3 separate regions of the Capsicum annuum genome follow, and all the other regions are linked to region 1. A link is a contact called in public Hi-C data. All regions are on one chromosome and are shown on one strand. Each heading gives the region's core, a stretch centred on a gene start, on an enhancer-like site or on the middle of the called end of the contact. The rest is flanking DNA. Distances are from core to core; before and after follow the strand shown.

The links. A called contact is a pair of places that touch in the nucleus more often than the background predicts.
Region 2: a contact with region 1 is called in a Hi-C map of placenta, with 3 times the contacts expected there. The contact joins the promoter of LOC124885666 here to the enhancer-like site in region 1.
Region 3: a contact with region 1 is called in a Hi-C map of placenta, with 6 times the contacts expected there. The contact joins the promoter of LOC107877681 here to the enhancer-like site in region 1. A contact is called at or near these places in 3 of 5 Hi-C or Micro-C datasets (bud, leaf and placenta).

Annotation. Positions count from the first base shown.
Region 1 is chr7:8,021,738-8,026,843 of UCD10Xv1.1, reverse strand. No RefSeq gene overlaps it. Among protein-coding and RNA genes, the nearest start is that of LOC124885666, 42 kb to the left of the region's middle. Within about 2 kb of position 3,028, at least 1 of the 5 cell types and tissues checked has an H3K27ac peak or open chromatin away from gene starts, as enhancers often do.
Region 2 is chr7:8,063,671-8,068,776 of UCD10Xv1.1, reverse strand. It overlaps LOC124885666, which reads left to right and starts at 2,372. Exons shown (of 1, transcript XM_047393906.1): 1 at 2,372-2,725. The coding sequence starts at 2,372. The coding sequence ends at 2,725.
Region 3 is chr7:7,979,573-7,984,678 of UCD10Xv1.1, reverse strand. LOC107877681 reads left to right here and starts at 2,814. Exons shown (of 9, transcript XM_016724371.2): 1 at 2,814-5,106. The coding sequence starts at 3,393.

The sequences.
Region 1 (5,106 bases), core at 1,779-4,278:
ATGAACTATGATTTTGATAATTTTAGTGTATTTTTGTCATCTTTTTTAACTGGCATGACACCTTTTTAGCTGACGTGACACCTTTGATATGGGACCCATTTTTATATAATAAAAGTGTCACATTAGCATAGAAGAGTGACAAGAATACGCTAAAATTGAGTTCAGGAAGGTAATAGGACCCTATGAAGTTGAAGTGTGTCGTAGCAACTTTAGCTATAGTTCGAGGAGGTACTCGATACTTATCTCAATAAAATGTCATTATTGTGTGTTAAACATAATTTAAATTATTTGTTTGCACCCGCGTTTACAAAATCTTCTTATTTTGAAAAGGCTGTTTTTCCGAAAGTATTTTTGAAGAGTAGCAGTTTGGATAAATACTTATAAGGTCGAATATTTACATCTATGATCTAACTAAATAATTAACCTTAAGTATTGATAAATCTTAGTGAAATATATGTCTAACATTCATTAGCTTGATATAAACACCTGTAAAAACTTTTGTCAATATTATAGGGCAAAATTTCACATATAGTTTCATTAGAGTATCTATAACTAATTTCCTAGTCTAAATTTTAATATTTACAATTCATAGACAAAATAAATAACAGTTTTATGTATATATATACAAAAAGAAAAAAGAAAAAATCCATAACAGCAAAAAGAGATAAGAAAGGAAATTTTAATGTAATAAATTCCCTTAATCTTCTCCAATTTTCCATTTATTTCTCTCATATAACATATCAATAAATATGAATTTATGCGTTAATTACTCCCTCAAAAGTTGATAATTTTTTTTTGAAAAAAAAAAGTATGATCTACAGGAGAAAGTTGGTAATTCGTGCATACAAAATTCTGGTATATATGATTTACGCAAATTATTTTTTTACTTGAATTTATTTGCTGAAATCCTTTTTTGAATCTAATACGCAATAAAAATTGATTCAGTTTCAACATAATGAAAATTGATTTTATTATTGGTTTGAATTAGATTTTCAAAATTGAATGCACAATATAAACTTCAAACACTTTCAAATTGTCAATTTTGTAATTACTATCATTTTTGTATACAATAACTTCAATTGTAATTTTGTGCTTCAATTTTCGTATTCAATTTTGATTTTCGTAATTTTAAATTTCTTTTTTCACATAATTTAAAAGGTTATAATCCTTGTTTGTGTTAGTTTTTTTTTTAAATCACATTTGTAATTTCAATTTGTGTGATATATTCATTCATTACTCTACTGCATATTTTATAATATACATATTGGCAATCTATTAATATTACTTTTATGTGTATCTAGTATTAGTATATTTGAATTTTTATGTATCTGTTAACATAAGTGTATTATTGTATTTGTATATCTATTTTAAAGGTTGCAAAGATTTTTTTATTATTTGTATATCTGTATATTAGTTTACGTAAATTTGATATTTGTACATCTGTTGCTTGTATATCTATATATACATATATGCAAATGAAGTATACATATATTCAAATCAAAACTGTTGTTTATTATTTGTATATATGTTGTTTGTATATCTGTATATGCAAATTTGAATGTTGTTTGTAAATGATATTGTAAACGAAATATACATATATTCAAATCAAAATTGTTGTTTATTATTTATATGTCTGTTATTTGTATATCTGTATATACAAATTTAAATGTTGTAAACGAAACACATATGCAAATGAAATATACATATTTGTATATCTATTGTTTGTATATCTGTATATACCTATATGCTAACGAAACAAACATATACATATATATTTATTATTTGTATATCTGTTGTTTGTATATCTGTATATACAAATTTGAATGTTTTACATAATAACAAATTTGAATGTATATACATATATGCACTCTAAAACTGCATATATCTGCATATGCATTATTCTTCAAAATGTATATGTGAAAGTTAACTGTATATACATATATGTAAATTGTATATATATATATATTAAAAATACAAACTGTATATACATACATACACTCTAACTTTGTATATGTATACATATGCATGTATTATTCTACAAAAATAAAGTATACGTATCTACATATATTGAAACAAAAATGTATATTGACCAACAATTCTGTTTCACGAGAATATATACAAAAAAACCTCGTAATCATTGTCAACTTCATTGCTTCCCCTTTTAGATTTAGATACCTTAGAATATTTTTTTCCTTTCCTCCTTGTTAGAAGATGCAAAATTCTTTCCTTTTTTTTTTTTTTGATAAATCATCTATCAAAAAATGGGGGAGTGACTTACATAATATATAAAAAATTTTATTATAAAATAAAAATTCGCAAAAATGAAAAAATTATAAAAACGGGGGAGTACTTCCCCTTTTCAATTTTTTTGTAAAATAGATGAACAACGAAGAAATTTAACGACTAACTGACATAACATATAAAAAAATTTAAAAAATTAAATATAATGTCAATAAATATCCTAAACTGATTTTCTGTGGTGAAAAATCCGCATAAACGATTTATCACAGAAAAATCAAGGATTATATTTTGTGATATTAGGGTGACTTTGAGAGAAAAATAAGGAGAAGAAAGTTGAAAAAGATCTCTTGAATAATCATGTACTATGATGTTGCCAATATTGTCGTTTCTTTAATTTAAAATCAAGAATATTAGAGTGATTTTGAGAGAAAATTAAGGAAAAATAAGTTGAAGAAGATATCATAAAAAATCTTGTGTTTTGATATTCCATTGTTGCCTTTTTTTTTTAGCCAATAGGATAGAAAGAGAATAGAAAGAAAATATCAAAAAGTAAATACATGAGAGAGAGAATTGATATATACAAATCTTAATATGTTTGTATATAGGGCCCACAAAAAAAAATGACTTTTAACTACCAAATGACTATGAATTATAATTTTTTATAACATTAACCATATCATGTAATTTTCACTTTCTATAATATGTAATTTTTCCATATTATAGTGGTGACTTGGCTAGAAAGATATGATATAAGCATGGGCCATCAAGCCCATATATATTGGATTTGGTATCTGTCTTTAAGCATAACTGGGACATATCACATTTGGGCTTGTCGACAACATTCTCCAATAGGTGTAAATGGCTGAGTGTAAATTCTATAGAAAAACACAAATGCAAATTAAAATGATGGTTTTCACTAAGTATATTCATAACCAATTAATTTTAATTTATTGGGAGTAACTAGTATCTGGTCAAACCTCGTCTGGCGCACTGCAAGCCCCTGCCCAGATGTTTGTTATAGTAAGTTGGGAAATGGCGATACATCAAAGATTGAAGTTTCGTAACATATTGGCAAAGGTCCCTAATTTAAGGGCTCTGTCAGCAAAAGGATCAATTGCCGCTCTTTAGTCGATTGATCTCATTGATTATATGACAGGATGGAAAGGTGAAGGAGCATAGATGTCATCATAATTTGGGTTGTTCAACCCACATGCATCGTTTAATAAAAACACTTTCGTTAAATCGCCTTCAGTAACTGTAATTTTGTAGTTTGCTCGAGGATCACACCCTTCACAAAATAACAAAGTAGGATCAGACTAAATCCTAATAAAGTTCAACTTACTTTAGTCACAAATTACACTCTTAATGTATAAAAGCAACTTGAAATCAAATCCAACATGATCTCCCATCTATATTTAGTGTTACTATATAATTTATTCTCTCCACCTAAAGAATATGTTGATATCATGGGTCCCTTTTTAATTAATGTATTTCCTAAAGTTCCAAAATCTAAGAGAATGAAGAATATAAAACAAATTCAAACATGATTTATAAACTCTCTTTCAAAAATCAACATGACAATGACAATTTTTATGTGTGGGGCTTCACTTTACCATTATCACTTCATCACTAAGAATCCCAACAACCAGACAAGAATAGGGTCCAATATAACACCCATATTTTAAAGAAAAAATAACATAAATAGACACGTCAACTTATTATATTTACACAAATCTTCCTTTATAAGAAAATTATAAAAATTTTAATTAATTATATATCGAGAAGCTAATTATGTATCTCAATAAATGCAAAATCAGAAAAAGTGTATCGGGAGCTAATTATGTATCTTTGCAAGAAAAAAATAAATTTTCATTGGATGTATTGTGTATCTCGTCAGATCCAAAATCAAAAAAAATGTATCGAAAGCTAATTATGTATTTTTACAAAGGAAAAAATATATCTTCGTTGGATAATGTAATTTTTTATTGCTATTATTTCTGATAAATATAAGATCTTAATAAGGTTATTCTGTCACAATCTTTTTTCCAACTTTAAACAAAGAAAGTGATTAATTGAAAATAAAAATAGTAGCATTAATTATGGTTCATCTACTAGTCCAATTGTCAAAACCAACAATTTCCTAATATATGTTCCTTTTGCTCTCTTTTTATGTTTTTGTTCTTTGACTAGATATTAGAAACAAATATGCTTATCTTAATTATGTTTACTTAAGAATTAAGATGATTTAAATAAAGAAGAAAGGTTCAATATTAACCTAATCTAGATTAACTTTTTTTGTATTATAGTAATGGGATTACTTGTCCTAACTCCTTGGAGTTTGTAATATTTAGAAGACACGTTATTTATTCTTTATAATTGTATAAACATCTCGTATCATATATATTATCGATCAACTAAGTTGGTGACTAAAATGAACTAAGATTTGATTTTTGGTTGAATTTTCTATACAATTAAATGACACAATACAAGAATGAAGTAACTGGAATCCACGAAATAACTGACGTATAATTAAACAAGAATAGAGTAAAATTTGTCACTTACCATCCAAATTTCAAACATGATTAGATAATATCCAATGCTAAACTCAAAGTTGTCAAGCTTGCATTAATTATAATTAATGAAAGCTACATCACTAGCCAACCAAAATTATAGATAATGAAAGCAAAGTTCCTTAATTTTCACCAAATGGCCAAATAATTTCCAGCCACAAAATTTCAAAGAAACCATCAGTTTTCACTTTAAAGTAAAAAATCAAAATGAAAGTAAGAAAAATAACAATATAAAAATATGTGCCAATAAACCTTATCTAATTAGGGCCTTTAAGATAAAATCATGATATAAAAT
Region 2 (5,106 bases), core at 1,123-3,622, 43 kb before region 1:
AATATTGCAGTTGTAAGAGCACATTCGAGGCATTAAAAAAGGAGAGTGTCTTTTCCATCATATTGTCATCATTGACAGTCTCTCCATGTAGTTTTAATTGAGAAGAAATTCTGAACATGACAGAATTATACTCACGAACAAACTTATAGTCTTGAAACCTCAAATGCATCAATTCATATCGTGCTTTTGGGAGGATGACCATCTTTAAGTGATCAAATCTTTCTTTTAGGTTATTCCACAATATAAGTGAATCCTTAGTAGTAAGATATTCAAATTTAAAATTTCGTCAAGATGATGACGCAAGAAAATCATAGCCTTAGCACGATTTTGACTAGATGTTGTATTTTCTTTCTTTATGGCGTCTACAAGACCCATAGTATCTAAGTGGATTTTCGCATCTAGTACCAATGAAATATAGTTCTTGCCCGAACTTTGAAGGGCAACGAAGTCACACTTCGTAAGATTGTTAGCCGTATGAAAAAGGGAAGAAGAAGAATACTTTAGCCTTCAAATTTGAGACGGTAGAGTCTCGTGCTGATAATGTGTTATAAAATAACAAAGAATAAAGAAGAAGAATAGAGAAAGAATAGAGAGTAATTCTTATTTCTATTAAGGAATGAATCACAATGAAGGAAAATTATTTTATTTATAGGGAAAATCTAACCTTGGGGCTTATAACTTTACCATAAATAGACATTCACAATATATAGTAAAGTAGGTATTCATCATATATGGTAAAGTAGGCATTCGCTATATATGGCAATACATTTATACAAGATTTATGTTTTTTGCCCAAACATTTTTCCTTTCCGGCTTTGTTTAAGAAAATAAACTCTCCTAGTGCTAATATTAGAGTCGTCAATATGGGTCAGGCCCGTTGGGCCGGCCTGACCCAGTCTGTAATCTGGTAGGGTTGGGCTATAATTTTTTAGCCCGTTTAAGAATAAGGCTTTTTAGCTCAGTCCAAATAAGTCCGTTGGTCCGTGGGGCTTGAGCAATATGGGCTGAGCTGGCCTGTGGGCCATGAAAAAAATAATTAAAAATAGAATAGAGAACTAAGAATAAAAAAGAAGTTCAGGTTCAAAGTTTATTCGAACCTTCATAGATATTTAAATATTAACTGTATTTATAAAAATATATAATTAATTAAAATACAAAATACAAATTTTTTGAAGGAATCAAATTTGTTTGATGAAGATTACAAGGCGATGTTAAAGACGCCATAAGTGTCATGAGAGTTTATTTAAATAGTTTATTTTCGCTCTTAGTGGACTAAATATTGATATTTATTTTGTGTTATATTGTGATTAATTAAAATAAAATTAGGTTAATATTGCTATTTAGCTAGTTATGTTCTTACTCATTAATTAGTTCATTTGTTTTTTAATATCTCTCTATTTGATTTGAATTTGATGTCAAAAGTTATTCAATTTCACATATTATTAGGATTTTTTTAGTAAATTTGAGACTTGATTAACAATTAATAACATTATGTAATATTATATTGTAAATATTTATGTAATTAACATTTTAAAATTTAAATAATATATTTTAAAAAGTGGGCTGGTCCATGGAGGACCGCAATCCAGGTGTGATGATCAACCACCCTAATTAACTAAATAGGGTGATTTAAAAAGGGGTGATTTATAATAATAAATAAAGTTAAAATTAAAGTTGAAAAATAAGTAAAATTTATTTTTGATTTATCAAAATCAATTTAAAATTCTCATGATCAACCACCCTAATTTCGTAAAATAAAATAATTTTTTTTTAAAAAAAGAAGAGAAAATGCGTTATTTTCATACTGAACTATAAAAGAAATTACTGAAACATACTTCAACTTAAAGGGATCCTATTACCCCTAAATTAATTAAAATTATATTTTTGGCAACCTTAAGGCCTACGTGGCACATATATTGCACACTGCGTGAATCAACATACTGAAGGTCCACGTAGGCACACGCAGTGACAGAGCCAAGAAATTTATTAAGAAGATTCGAAAGTGCACATACGAACTAGCCGACGGGGGTTCAACATATATAATATATACATAAAAAATAATTTTAACCCTATATAAATAGTATAATTTTTCGTCGAATGAGGTTCGAATAAATCCCTAGATATATGCTAGATCCTCCACTGACACACATTTATGCCACGTAGAAACTTAAAATTGTCAACAATACAATTTTAATTAGTTAATAGGATCCCACTGCATTTACTTTAAAAAAAAAAAAAAAAAAAAAAAAAAAACAACACCAAACGGGTCATAAAATTGGACAAAGTATAAAACCCTTCACATTCTCCACCACCCTTTTAACAACTTTTTGCTCACTCTCACAAAAACTTGACACACTCCATCCGCTCCAAAATGGATGACCACAAATTCAACATCCCCAGTACTACTCTCAAACAAAAATTCAAAAGCTCTCTCTGTTTCTCCTGCTGCTTTCCCCACCACCACCGTCCTCCGCCGCTTCCACCGCCTTCGTCCTTCGATGAAAACTCCTACAAGTGGCGGAGCATCTTCAGTTTTCTTAACGGTAACGGTAATAGACACAAACGCCATTCGTCTACTGAGTTCCGTTATGATCCGTTGAGTTACTCGTTGAATTTTGAAGATGAAGCTCCTTTCACCAACTTCTCTTCTAGACTTCCTCTGTCGCCGGTGACGGAGACTGTGACGGTGAAGCATTTGGGTATTGCTGCTCCGGCTGCTTTATGACTTGACTAGTTATGCTGATTGGTCCGGGTGGTTACCGGTGAGGGTTTTGTTTGTTTTTAGTTTTTTGATTTTTACTCCTTTTTTATTTTTCTACAAATATATTACTAGTAATATAGGGGATAAAAAAAAAGTCCATATTTTTTGTACATACATGCAACTTTTGGATCTTAAGTCTTTTAAAAATGTGAAAACATAAATAATTGTAATTTAGAGCATCATTATGAAATGTAGCTATAGTTTCTATATTTACGGTTCGTAATCTTTCTCCATCAATCTTTTACTACTTGTATAAATTTTTACTTGTCCATGTTTGATATAAGTCCTTATCGAATAACATGCTCATTAAAAAAATAATTTTTGTAGTACATCATGTATGTTAATTATAAATTATTTAAATATTAAAATTAAATAATATTTAATAACAAAAATAATTAGATATAAAATAATCAATTATATCTTAATTTTTTAAATTAAATAAATAGAGATTGGGGAGGGGTGTGTCAAAATACAATAAAGTTAAACTGGTGAACAGATATATGTTACAAATTATAATGGACATTTCTATAGGTTAGACGTTTCAGGTTTGTCCTCTTCAATAGTTTTTTCACTTTTGAAATTTACTTTCCATGGATTTTGGTTGGTACAGTGCTAAAAATGAATTAAAATTGTAGTGTCAATTGGGGCTCTCAATTATTTGGGTGCAGTCAAAATGATTAATAGACAGGATGAATAGTAAAGTAACAAACTATTCTCTCCATTTTAATTTATTTCTCTAATTTTTACTTAAAATACTAATAAACAAAATGTGCAAATAAATAATCTTCCGATAAATAGCTTCTTGCTTATAAGAAAATTTAGCTTAACAATTAGCTGACAGAATTGATCTTTCGTATCAAATTCGCTGTCACTATAAGTGGCGACACAAGTAATAGTAACCGAAAGAGCTGATGCGACATGATTGTAATTGTAAGCGTTCTGTAAAATGTACCAAAATATTTTTTAGTTTGTAATTTGAAACATATTATGTGGAAATATGTAAGTGATTAGGAGGTCACGGGTTCGAGCTTTGAAATCAGTGTTCAATAAAAATGCAAGATAAAACTGAGAATAATACACTTTTTGGTGGGACTTCCTCGAGTCCCGCGCAAAGGAAAAACTTGCTCCTAACTACTTTTTTTTTGGTTGAAATACTTCCTCCGTTTTGTTTTAGTTGGTTTCTTTTTAAAAATACTTTTTTTAATTTAATTGTTCATTTGATGAAATTAAGAGGATTTTATTATGTTTTTTCAATACTATCCTCGACATTAAATGACTAAACAAATTATATTTATTCAAATTTATTGGTGGATTAGTATGTACTCGATAAAAATAGATGAGATACATACAAAAATAGAAATTTGCTAGAGTATCGAATAATAAAAGCTTCCGCGTACCAGGTGTATACACCAAATTAATATTTTTATCATTGATAAGTAATTAAATTAAGAAAAATATAAGTTAATTAGTCATGATTAAGTAACATGAACTTGAAATACAAACACAAACACAAACACATAATATACACATATTGACTTGATGTATATACCAAATGTGTGTAAGTTTTAACCGTTCGAGTTGGTCTCTTGTCAAACATCAAAGAGTATATATGTGCTTGTCCTCTTCAATTTTACTACATCTCTTTTACTATGTATATAATAAAGTAAGAAAAACTAATAGAAATTTGACATAGTTTTGAGCAACACTAATCATATATATAGGTTTTGAAAGTGTTGAGATTCTCTGTCACTTTCAGTATGGTCTTTTCCTACCCCATGATAGGTATATATGACATATTATTGGCAAAATGATTTGCCAAAAATATATTCCTTTGTAATTTTTCAATACCTAATGTTTTGCAGGGTGTAAATATCTAAGGTTTTTTTAGTGGAAAAATATTGATATTATTTTTTGCCTACCATTGCCAATTTTTTTTTTTTTTTTTTCTAATTCAAGCTTTGTTCCATCACCTAGCATAGCTTTCTCACTCAAAAACAAATGTCAAAAAAAGGAATTCTTTGAATAAATAGAAAAATGCTAAAAAAAAAAAAAGTTCTTTAAATTCTCTTTAAAGACGTTTGTCCTAATTATAGTATCAATCCTTCAGCCTATACTTGTTGGTTTATTAACCAAGAATAAATCCACTTTACCCTCTTAAATGAACCTTGTATATCTAAATTATAATCAAAATCAATCCAATCTAAAAATCACACTTCATATAGTTCAAAAAAAAAAAAGAATAATAATTTAGAACTCAGTTGTTGGTAGTTCAAATCTTGGGCAAAAAAGCATGGAGTCAAACTACCCTTCAAAGTTTCATTACACACAGAAATATCTATAAGGAA
Region 3 (5,106 bases), core at 1,565-4,064, 42 kb after region 1:
TCTCCATAATTGTCTATTAAGGTTAAGTTCGCAATAAGGTGAAGTTGTGTCATGTCAAATCTAATCACCTCAGTACTTCTTAGACCTACTTCTAACTCTATTGTAACAACTCATAGGCAGCCTTTCACACCTCCACACTAGTATGTATCTGTGCATTTTCTCTCTATATGGCTGAATCATCTAACTCTCGCTTCTAATATCTTATCCTCCATCGAGAAAACTCCTACCATGTATTGATATCCTTATTTATATTTTTATCTCTTCTAGTATGTCCATATATCTGCTTCAATATTCTCATCTTCAAAACTTTCAACTTCTAAACGTGGGTGTTCTTGATTGGCCAACAGTTTGCTCCTAACAACATAACTGGTCTAACCACAACCTGTAGAACTTGCTTTTAAGTTTTAGCTGCACCTTCTTATCGCATAAAATTTCAGATGCGAGCCTTTATTTTTTTCATCCTGCACCAATACAATGCGTAACATACTCATTGATTTCTCCATCACACTAGATAATAGACCTAAGATACGTAAAGCTTCATTTCTTATGAATAATCTGTAAATCAAGTCTCACCTTCACAACATCATAAGTTACATCCCTGAACTTGCATTTCAAGTATTTTATCTTGATCTTGCTTAATGTTACCAAACCTCAAGCTTAATTAGCATTGACTCCCTTGTGAATTTGGTAGATTAGAACTATGTCATCGATAAATAAAATACACCAGGTCACCTCATCTCGGTATGCGGAATCAATTCATCCTTCACCAAGATAAACAAAAATTGACTTAGAGTTAATCCCTAATGCAAACTCAACTCAAATAGAAAATGACCTAACTCTCTAACCATTGTCCTTGCCCGTGTCTTCGGTTTATCGTACATGTTTTTAAGTGATCTAGTATACATCATGTGAACACTTTAGCCTTCGTGCACCTTTATAGAACCTTCCTCAAAATCTTGTCATAGGCTTTTTTCTAGGTTAATGAACATATATGCATATTTTTTTATCTTTTTTCTCTGTATTGTTTCACTAGTTTCCTGTAGAGATGTCTTTTGTAGTTGAACATCTCGATATAAATTTGAACTAATCCCCTAAAATAAACACGTCTAGTCTTAGCTCCACCACTTCAAATCTTCACAGTGTGATTTATTAATTTAATTTTCCTTTCAATTAGTTGTTGCACTTTTGAATGCCACCCCAGTTTTTATATAATGAGATCGTCATACTCTATCTCCATTCATTTGACATTTTAATTTTCTTAAAAATGATGTGAAACAACTTAGTCAGCTATTCCATACCTACCTTGTTGCGTTCTTTCAAAATTCCACCAAAATTTCACTTGACACAATCTATCTCTCCCTATGCATCGTTCTATGAATAACACCCTTAACGCCCTCAACATGTATACACCTACAATGCCCAAAATCATAATATCTCTCAAACTATTCTAAATCTTATGACACAATGTTCGTGTTCCTTTTTTTGCTCAAAAGTTTATGAAAGTATGACAATCATCTTCATTTAATAAGTATAGCTCATTTTTATTTGCTTTTTTCAAAGCTCATCCATTCATTTTGCTCGCAACTATCCTATAAGTTCTCCTAGTAAAAAGAATTAGACATTCATCTTTTTTTTTAAAGAGAAATGGTCAAATATCCCCTCCCCCAACTTTTACCTCAAATCCCAACTACACACTTATACTTTGAGAAGGTCCTATGACCTCCCTGAACTATTTTAAAATGAAATTATTATCCCTCCAATGCTAACATGGCAAGAGAGTGTGTTTCACTCTCTTTAAAAAGAATAAGAACAAAAATATTTTATTAAAAAATTATTTTTATTTTTTCTTTAAATAAATATATATAATTTTAATTATTATTTTTCTTTCTTCTTCTTCTTCCCCAATTCTTCTTCTTCTTCAATGACATCTAAGAATGACAATTAATTTTTTTTTTCTTCTTCAATGGCATCCAAGAACCCATAAATGGCAATTAAATTATTTTCTCCTTCTTCTTCTTCAATTCTTCTTCTTCTTCAATGGCATCCAAGAACCCATCAATGACAATTAATTTTTTTTCTTCTTCTTCAATTCTTCTTCTGCTTCTTCAATGGCATCCAAGAGCAATTTTTTTTCTTCTTCAATGGGATCCAAGAACTCATCAATGATATTTCCTTTTATTCTTCTTCTTTTTCAATGGCATCCAAGAACTCGAATTACGTGAGAATATTGAATCAATTCAGATTGAAAAATAAAGTCACTGAAATTTTGAATTTTCCGGCGCCATCACTGTTGCGATACCATTTTGTGAAAATCGAATATTTTTTGAACATTAATTGTTGATTTGATTTTGATAAGATTACATATCGTGTGAATTCTATATGATTTATTATGCCATTGAAGAAGAAGAATAGAAGAAGAAGAGGAAGAAGAAGAAGATGATGATGATGTGGCATGACGTGGAATTAATTTTTATAGTAAAAAAATGATATATGACATGGAATTACGTGACATAACACGTGGCAGCGCGTGTTAACCACAAATCAAAATAAAATTTGGGTATGAGTTTTTAGAAAGGTATATTCCACTTTAAAATAATTTGGAGATAATAATTTCATTTTAAAATAGTTTAGGGGATCATAGGACCTTTCAAAGTATAAATGTGTAGTTGAAATTTGGGACAAAAGTGGGGGTATTTGATCATTTTCTCTTTTTAAAGTGTTGCTTTCAACTTTTTTTCTTTAAAAAAAAAAAATTGCTTTTAGATCCTTCCTTAATTAGATCCTTCCCCAAATTGACTAAATTTTGCAAAATTGAAACACTTCTGCATGCAGTCTTCCACGTGCCCTTTCCCCCTATTATCTTCTCTTTCTCTCAAATTTCAATTTCTTTAATATCTTTCTGCTAATTTTTTTTTCAAGAAATAAAAAATAAAAATAAAAATCAAAATCAAAATCATAGGCACCTTCCTCTTCCATTTCTAGAATTTTGATAGCGACCCACTCATATTTTTCTGCAAAAAATTTCAGAAAAAAAAAATGATTTTAAAAAATTATAAGGGAATTTGTATATTTTTTTTTGGTATCTCAGCTATACAAATATAGAAATTAGCAAGAAAGTGCTGTTCTTCTTCTTCTTCTTGTTATCCACTACTTTCTTGGAGGTAATTTTTCAGTTAGATGTTGTTTGGTTACTGAATACATATGTTTCTTGAAAACCCCTTTTGATTTTCTTGTATTTGGGTGAACCCCATTAGGGTTTATTGAGGTAATTTTTAGTTCAAAGTTGCTATTTTTAGTAATTTGGGGTTCTTGGTTTTTGTATTTGTTTAATGTAGAAATAGTAATTTTGGGTTTTGGTGGTAAAAAAAATTGAATCTTGATTTGTAAAGATTATGGCTTTTGAACAAAGTTCAATACCTAAAGATTTGAGGCCATTGAATATTGTTAGGACAGTGGCAGAAGAATCGGGTCGACCCGTTGAGGGGTTTTATGGTAACCCGACCCGGGATGTTGGAGGTAGTCCTGGAACTATACAAGGGGTTTATTATCCTGCTACTGTAGCTGATGGAGGGTTTGTAGGTTTAGGATATGCTAATAATGCGGGTTCGGTGGCAGCTGGGTGGGTCCCACAGGTTGTTGGTTCGCAGCCACCGGGTGTTGTGAGTGTTGGTGTTGTGAATTCGGGTAGTGGGTTGTCGCATAATTTGAATTCCGGGGGAAGGGTTGGTAGTAATGCGTCTGAGCGTGCTACCGATGATGGTGGTGGTGATGGTTCGGTGTCAGGGAGGAAAGTTAAGTTTTTGTGTAGTTTTGGTGGGAGGATAATCCCGAGGCCGAGTGATGGGGCATTGAGATATGTAGGTGGACAGACTAGAATTATTAGTGTTAGGAGGGATGTGAGTTTTGCGGAGCTGGTTCGCAAGATGGTAGATACTTATGGGCAGGATGTGACGATTAAGTACCAGTTGCCTGATGAGGATCTTGATGCACTTGTGACCGTTTCTTGTTCAGAAGATCTTGAAAATATGATGGATGAGTATGAAAAGTTGGTTGAAAGAGCGTCAGATGGGTCTGCTAAATTGAGGGTGTTTCTTTTTTCGTCTTCAGAGCTTGAATCGTCCGTTGTAGCGCAATTAGGAGATCTACAAGATAGTGGACAGAGGTATGTCGAGGCAGTGAATGGGATTAGTAATGGAGTTGGTGGTATTGGTCTTGCTAGGAAAGTGAGTAACGCTAGTGCTGGTTCCACCCAGAATTCAGAATTTAGTGGCTCTGAAGCTATGGATGGCTTAGGTCATGGTCAGGGGGAGCTTAGAGCTGTACCTTCTTTTGACGCATTATCACCTAGTGGGACTTCTGCTACCTCTCAAGAACCGGTTTACAGTTTGGTGTCTCCAGATGCACATCCCGCAGCTCATGCTGATGCTTCTGTTGCTCCAGTGACCATTCCATTAGTTGTTCCTGGTACAGTGTCAAGTGTATCTGCTCAGCCGGAGCACGGGTTAGAGAAAGTTATGCCTGTTGCTGCACAGCAGCAACAAATGGGTTATGATATGCAGCAAACAGGAGTGACTTATCCAGGAACTACACCATATGTCCCAGTTTATGTGGATCCTCAGAGGGAGACTGCAAGCCGTACAGATTATGTTCAGATCCCTTCCCAAATGGGATTCCCAAGACAGCTTTTGGGAACGGTTGGGCCAGTAATCAATCAGCAGCATATAATTGCTGGTGGTTCGACTCAGCAGTTTGTCCCTGCTCTTCACATGACAATGACTCCTTCAGGCCATGTCAGTATGAATCCTAATCTGGTTGCCTCACAGATTCAGCCCCAACATGTTAGGTTAGAACATTATCCTGCAGAAGGAACATTGGGGCAGAGAGTTGTGCAGTTACCTATTGACCAAGGATATAGTGTCTATCAGCATCATGCCCCTCCTGCAGGTCTTGGAGGAGCTTATGGATGGCACCAGGTTCCGCAGACTCAGCAGGTGCAGGTGCCACTTTCTGAAGGTCAGGTGCCTCAACCACTGGTTACTGGTTCTGAGGCATCACCTAGGTTTGATGACTGTCTAATGTGTCAAAAGTCGCTGCCTCATGCACACT